Linked DNA regions of Sus scrofa: region 1 is linked to region 2. Evidence: chromatin contacts called from public Hi-C data. All regions are on one chromosome and are shown on one strand. Each heading gives the region's core, a stretch centred on a gene start, on an enhancer-like site or on the middle of the called end of the contact. The rest is flanking DNA. Distances are from core to core; before and after follow the strand shown.

Region 1 (2,700 bases), core at 111-2,610, 400 kb after region 2:
ATGGGTGTAAACCATTCTATTGCCCACAGCATTTTTGAATATCTTTACTCATCCCTACTTTGTATCAATTCATTATACTGCTAATATACTACCATTGCTATAATAATTTGGTTCCAGGGCTCCTTTGCTGCTTCCTCTTGTTTGCCTTTTCCTACCCTAAGTCTTTTGCCAGATTAACATCTCACCTTTTAGGGCAAATGTTGTCTCTTGGAATCCTTCCTCACTGCTCTGATGAGGTCAGGTTTCCTCGTGCTGTACTCTTGGAGCACTGCAGACTGGAGAGACAACCCAGGAGTATGGGTGGTTAAAATAATGAAATGCCTCAGGCTGGTTCATAAATAGCTCCTGCCCCAGCTCTCCACCCCATTCTTCCCTGAACAATTTACCTACCCCCTCCCAGCCCCATCCCCTTCAGCAACAAATTGGGTGAGACCTGGCCCAGAAGGGGCCTCCAGGAACCTACTCCCTGAAATGCAGGTGTCATCACTCCAGCCATCTACTCCTGCCTAACACTAAGTCTGGTTTGTAATTAAACAGCGATTTGTGTAATTAGTTATGTGTTCTGCCTTCCCTGCCAGACTGGAGACTCAGAGGCTATGTCTGGCTCTTGCTCTTCACCAAATCCCTAGGGCTTGATTGATCAGGGAAAATAAATATTTGTTACACATGAATAAGTGATATTTCTACCAGAAAACCAGCTCGAAACCTGGATCAGCCTTTGTGATAATGGGGAGTTGACCTCTCCGACACTCAGTTTCCTCTTCTGTAAAATGGGTGTAATTCAACCAGCAAGTTCTCTACTAAGAACCCATGTATCAGGCTCAGGGACACAGTGAGGACAGGACCGAGTAGATCCTCGCTTCCGTGAAAGTCATGGAAAGGCAGACAATAAAGGCATAAACAAACAAGATGACCATGTGGAAAAAAGAAGGACGAGGTTCAGGTTCATTTTACATAGAATAGTCACAGAATGTGTCTCTGAGGTGACTTTTAAGTCTTTCCTCAAGGCGTCTATCAATTTACTTTTTTACCCAATAACCCGGTTTTCTAGAAATTCATTGTAAAAATTTTTTTTTGGCTACTGGGGTGGAGAATTTGTAACTGGATCCCGCCTTCTAGGCGGAGTCACACTGGTCCGAGGTGGGAATCTCATTGGTTGCGGTAGACCGCGCGGCTGCATTACCCAGCAGCCGGCGCCCCGCCCCTTGGGCACCTAAGCCGTCGATCAAGGATCAGGTTCCTCCCCCGACCGCGGCTTAGTCCCTTTCTATAAAAGGAGCAGCGGGCGATGACGAGCCTTTACGTCGGCGCGTAACGGGGGGGGTGCGTGTGAGGTCATCGCGCGGGTGAGCGGGCGGGGTCGGGCGGTTTGAACTAGACGAAGACGGAACCGGAGCCGGGTACGGACAGCGGACGTGGTCCCGCGGAGAGCCGGTGAGCCGGCTGGCGGGCACGGGGCGGCGGCCGGGGGGCGGTCGGGTGGGCCTGGGGCCAGGCAGGCGCAGGCCGGCCGTGCCGACAGCGACCGGGCCGCTCCCTCACGGGTGTGCGGTTCGGGCGGGGTGGGGGAAGGGCGGGGCCGTGACCCGGCGCGCGCGAGCTGGGCTGAGGGGCGCGCGCTCTCCGCACTGCCGCGGGGGGGCGGGGCCTCGGGCCGGAAGTGGGGGCTGCCTGTTGGCGGCGTGGGGGCTTATGGGCCGCGGCCGAGGCCGAGCGGTGGAACCTGGACTGCGGAGGCAAGAGGTTCCGGGGTGGCCGGAGCGGGAAGAGCGCGTGTATGTGGTTGATGTGGGTCCTGCTGGCATCTCTGAGGACCTTCATTGTAGGAAACGGTGCTATTTGAGGGTTAAGAGTTCAGGTTTTGGGTTCAAACCTGTGTTGAATTCCCTGCTGTGCTACCTTGAGCAGGTGCTGTAACCTTCCGGGCCTCAGGTTTCCTCATCTGTAAAACGGGGAGGAGAGAGAGAGTCCTATATCAGAAAGCTCTTGTGGCGGTGCCTTCGGAAGCCAGCTCATTGGACTTCTTGCTTTCTTCGTGTGTATTTGTTGGACGTCCACTAGGTGCTAGGCACTGTGATAAGCGCTGGCTATTCACCCAGGAGCAGGCGAGCAAAGGCTTGCTTTCCAGGCTTCCACATTATGGTGGGAAGATAGTAAATAAGAAAATTAATACACGGAAAAGATAATTTCATATGATTACTGGGAAGAGTGTGACAGGGTGATATGAGTGTAACAGCTTTTCCAGCCCCTTTCGTAGCTGACCTGGAGTGCTTCAGGACAGAGCTTGGCCTCTTCCCCATTTTGGGAATGGGGGAATGAGAATCCTTTTTTTTTTTTGCCTCACTGGAGGCCTGTGGAATTTCCCGGGACTGGGATTGATTCCACGCCGTGGTTTCGACCTGCACCTCAGCTGGGGCAACCCCAATCCTTAACTCTGCAAGGGGACTTCCAGGAATGAGAATTTTTTTTTTTTGTCTTTTTGCCTTTTCTAGGGCGGTACCCACGGCATATGGAGGTTCCCAGGCTAGGGGTCTAATCGGAGCTACAGCTGCCAGCCTACACCACGGTCATAGCAACTTGGGATCCAAGCTATGTCTGCGACCTACACCACAGCTCACTGCAACGCGGGATCCTTAACCCACTGAGCAAGGCCAGGGATTGAACCTGCAATCTCATGGTTCCTAGTCGGATTGTTAACCA
Region 2 (2,700 bases), core at 163-2,662:
GGAGCCAAATTATATATACCCATTCACACCCTCTTCCAACATGCCAGGTGTTTTATGTTGATTTTAATCTCAATAATGCTGTTAGGTATTACGCTGATAACCTGGACTGGCTGGTCTAGGTCCGTTTGACCCCAGGTTCTGTGTTCTCTCCAGGGTACTGCCTCAAAAAAGGCCTCAGGTGCATTCTGGAAAGTATGGCCCCTAAGTCCAAGTTCTTTACACCACCCATATCACCAAGTTCACTAGGTGGTAAGAACACTGTGGGCTGGGGTGCAGCTTCTGCAAATACAGCTTCTGCAAACACAAAGCGGCATGAAAGCACAGGAGGAAATGGGAAACTGTCTAGGTCCCTCAATCATGAAATAACCGTTTTACTGGTATGAGTTTCTTTTTGTCTCATTATTATGCGGCAGTGAGTCATTTAGCGGAGGACCAAAAGGGAAAGTCCTGTCACTTGTCACCTACAAGAAGTGTCCGTGAGAATCGCTTAGGCGGAGAAAGGCACTAAGTGGGGGGTGGGGGTTGAGCTACCAGTTGTCAATCCCCACCCTTAACAGCGCGACGGCCCGCAAGAGAGAAGCGCAGAAGGGGTTAAACCTAGCACGGTGGAGGTGGTGTGGTGGGGATCCAGCCACCGCCCCTTCCCAGCATTACCTCCCATAATGCTTCAGGCCCCCATCCAGTTCCCGCACCTCGCGAGACTCCACCCAGCCCCTTCCCCGAAAGACTGTCTTTCCCCCTTCCTCACCGAGCTCTGCGCGGGGCGGAGGAAAGGAGGGGAGGGCGGAAAAGACGGGCCGCTGGGATCGCCGGGAAGTGTGGTCCGAAGGTTGCAAGCAGCCATATTCTTCCGGAGCGGGAGAGGCCAGACAGGCAGCCTGGACTACGACTCCCAGCCACCTTTTCGGTTTGTTTTTGTTCAAAAAAAAAAAAAAAAAAAAAACCCCACAGTCCCCCTCCTCACTCTTCACACACACTCACACACACCCACAGCAGACACGCATATACCCTGGCGCCGAAGGGAAAGCCGCGTCTCGCCTTCCTGCCCCGCCGCCAGTCTAGTCTTGGCCCCTCAGCAGAGCGGGAAAGCGGAGGCCAGAGCTGTGACCTCTGACCCCATGGTTATGCGGTGCCGCCGCATTCCTTAGCGATCGCGGGGCCACTGCTGCCGCCGCCTCCACCGCCACCGCCGCCGCGGGCGACTGACGCAGCGCGGGCGCGTGGAGCCGCCACCCCTCCCCCACCGCCGTCCTCGCGCCGGGTCTCGCGCCAGCCGGTCCCCAGCGCGCCCGCCCCTTCTCCCCGGCCGCACCCGAGTCCTCGCGCGCCGCCGCCGCCACGCGCCCCCCGCTGCTGCTGCCGCCGCCGCCGCCGCCGCCGCCGCCGCCCCAGCCCCGCGCCGCCGCCGCCGCCCTAGCCCACCCCGCCCGGAGGTCCCGCGTGGAGCCGCCGCCGCCGCCGCCGCCGCCGGGGAGGAGGAGGATGAAGGACAAACAGAAGAGGAAGAAGGAGCGCACGTGGGCCGAGGCCGCGCGCCTGGTGAGGCGGGCGGCAGAGGGGGGCTTGGTGGGGGGGCGTGTGGAGGGTGGGTTGGGCGGGCACCCCCCCACCGGGAGGGGGAGGGGTGAAAGCCCTGCCCACCGCAGGAGGGGGCGGGCCACTCGGGAACGGGACAGTCCCCCCCCAAGGCGTTCGGTGGGGAGAGGTCCCCCGCCGGGTCGGATGTGGCGCCTTTTTCTGCACGCTTCCCCCCCCCCCAAATTCCTGCGGAGGGGCGAGCTGGCTGGCCGGCTCCTCCCTCTCCGGGCGGCGGGGCCTCAGCCACCCCTCCCCCACTATTTGGCAGTATCTCGGGGGTCTGGGGAAGCTTCGTTTGTGCACCCGGGGGAGTTAGGTTTCCGGGAAAGGTCGGAAGCTCCTCCCTCGCTTCCTGGTGGGCAGTGGGGTAGTGCGTTTGACTCCGGGGGTGGGAAAGAGCCCCCAGTTTCAAGGACGCGAGTGGCATTTTGAGATTTCGAAATCTAAACCAGGTGTGTGGAGGGAAACAAATGCTTACTCCCAGCTTGAACCCTGAGCTGTGGTTCTCAAACTTTAGTGTCCTGTGGGGACACCTGGGGAGGTTGTTAATGAATACTCATCTTAGGGTCCTACCTAAGACCTTTTGAGTCTTAGATTCTGAAGTAGAGCCTGAGTATGTTCATTTTAACCAGCTACCCAGGTTGGTTGTAATGCAGGTGGCCCACCGACCACACTTTGAGAACTGCTGACTGGACTTCATAAGTCTGGACATAGGCATTCTGCAGAGAACTAAGTACACTTTGCAAAGAATGTATCTGTGTGTTCTCTATTCCTTGTTGTCCTGGTGCATGTATACATGCAGTGTTGGACAAAGACTAAGTGTCTCTGAAGATACTGCTTACTGAGGACTTAGCAAAGGAGAGAGTAATTTGAGTATTTGGAGCTGTCTGGTGAGGGAGGTTGTGAATTTTCTGTTCTCAGTGTCACAAGACTTGCAAGTGAAATATCTTCCTTTTGGATTTGCACCCACAAAGCTAAGACACTTTGAGACATATTCTTATAAAATCTTGCTGATGACAGTAGTAACAGGTTATACTTGTCTCAGAAATGTCACTTTCTCAGAATTATCACAAAGCAGGGTTATAGTGCAGATGGCACACTTGTCTCTCGACAACTTGTAGT

The links. Hi-C and Micro-C count contacts between places; a contact is called where the count stands out from the background.
Region 1: a Hi-C map of heart right ventricle shows a contact between it and region 2, with 3 times the contacts expected there. The contact joins the promoter of MAPRE1 here to the promoter of ASXL1 in region 2. A contact is called at or near these places in 1 of 47 Hi-C or Micro-C datasets (heart right ventricle) and 1 of 2 datasets of contacts at active chromatin or transcription factors (alveolar macrophages).

The regions. Positions count from the first base shown.
Region 1 is chr17:36,389,409-36,392,108 of Sscrofa11.1, forward strand. MAPRE1 (microtubule associated protein RP/EB family member 1) reads left to right here and starts at 1,361. Exons shown (of 7, transcript NM_001044613.1): 1 at 1,361-1,434.
Region 2 is chr17:35,984,566-35,987,265 of Sscrofa11.1, forward strand. It overlaps ASXL1 (putative Polycomb group protein ASXL1), which reads left to right and starts at 1,413. Exons shown (of 12, transcript XM_021077427.1): 1 at 1,413-1,539. The coding sequence starts at 1,483.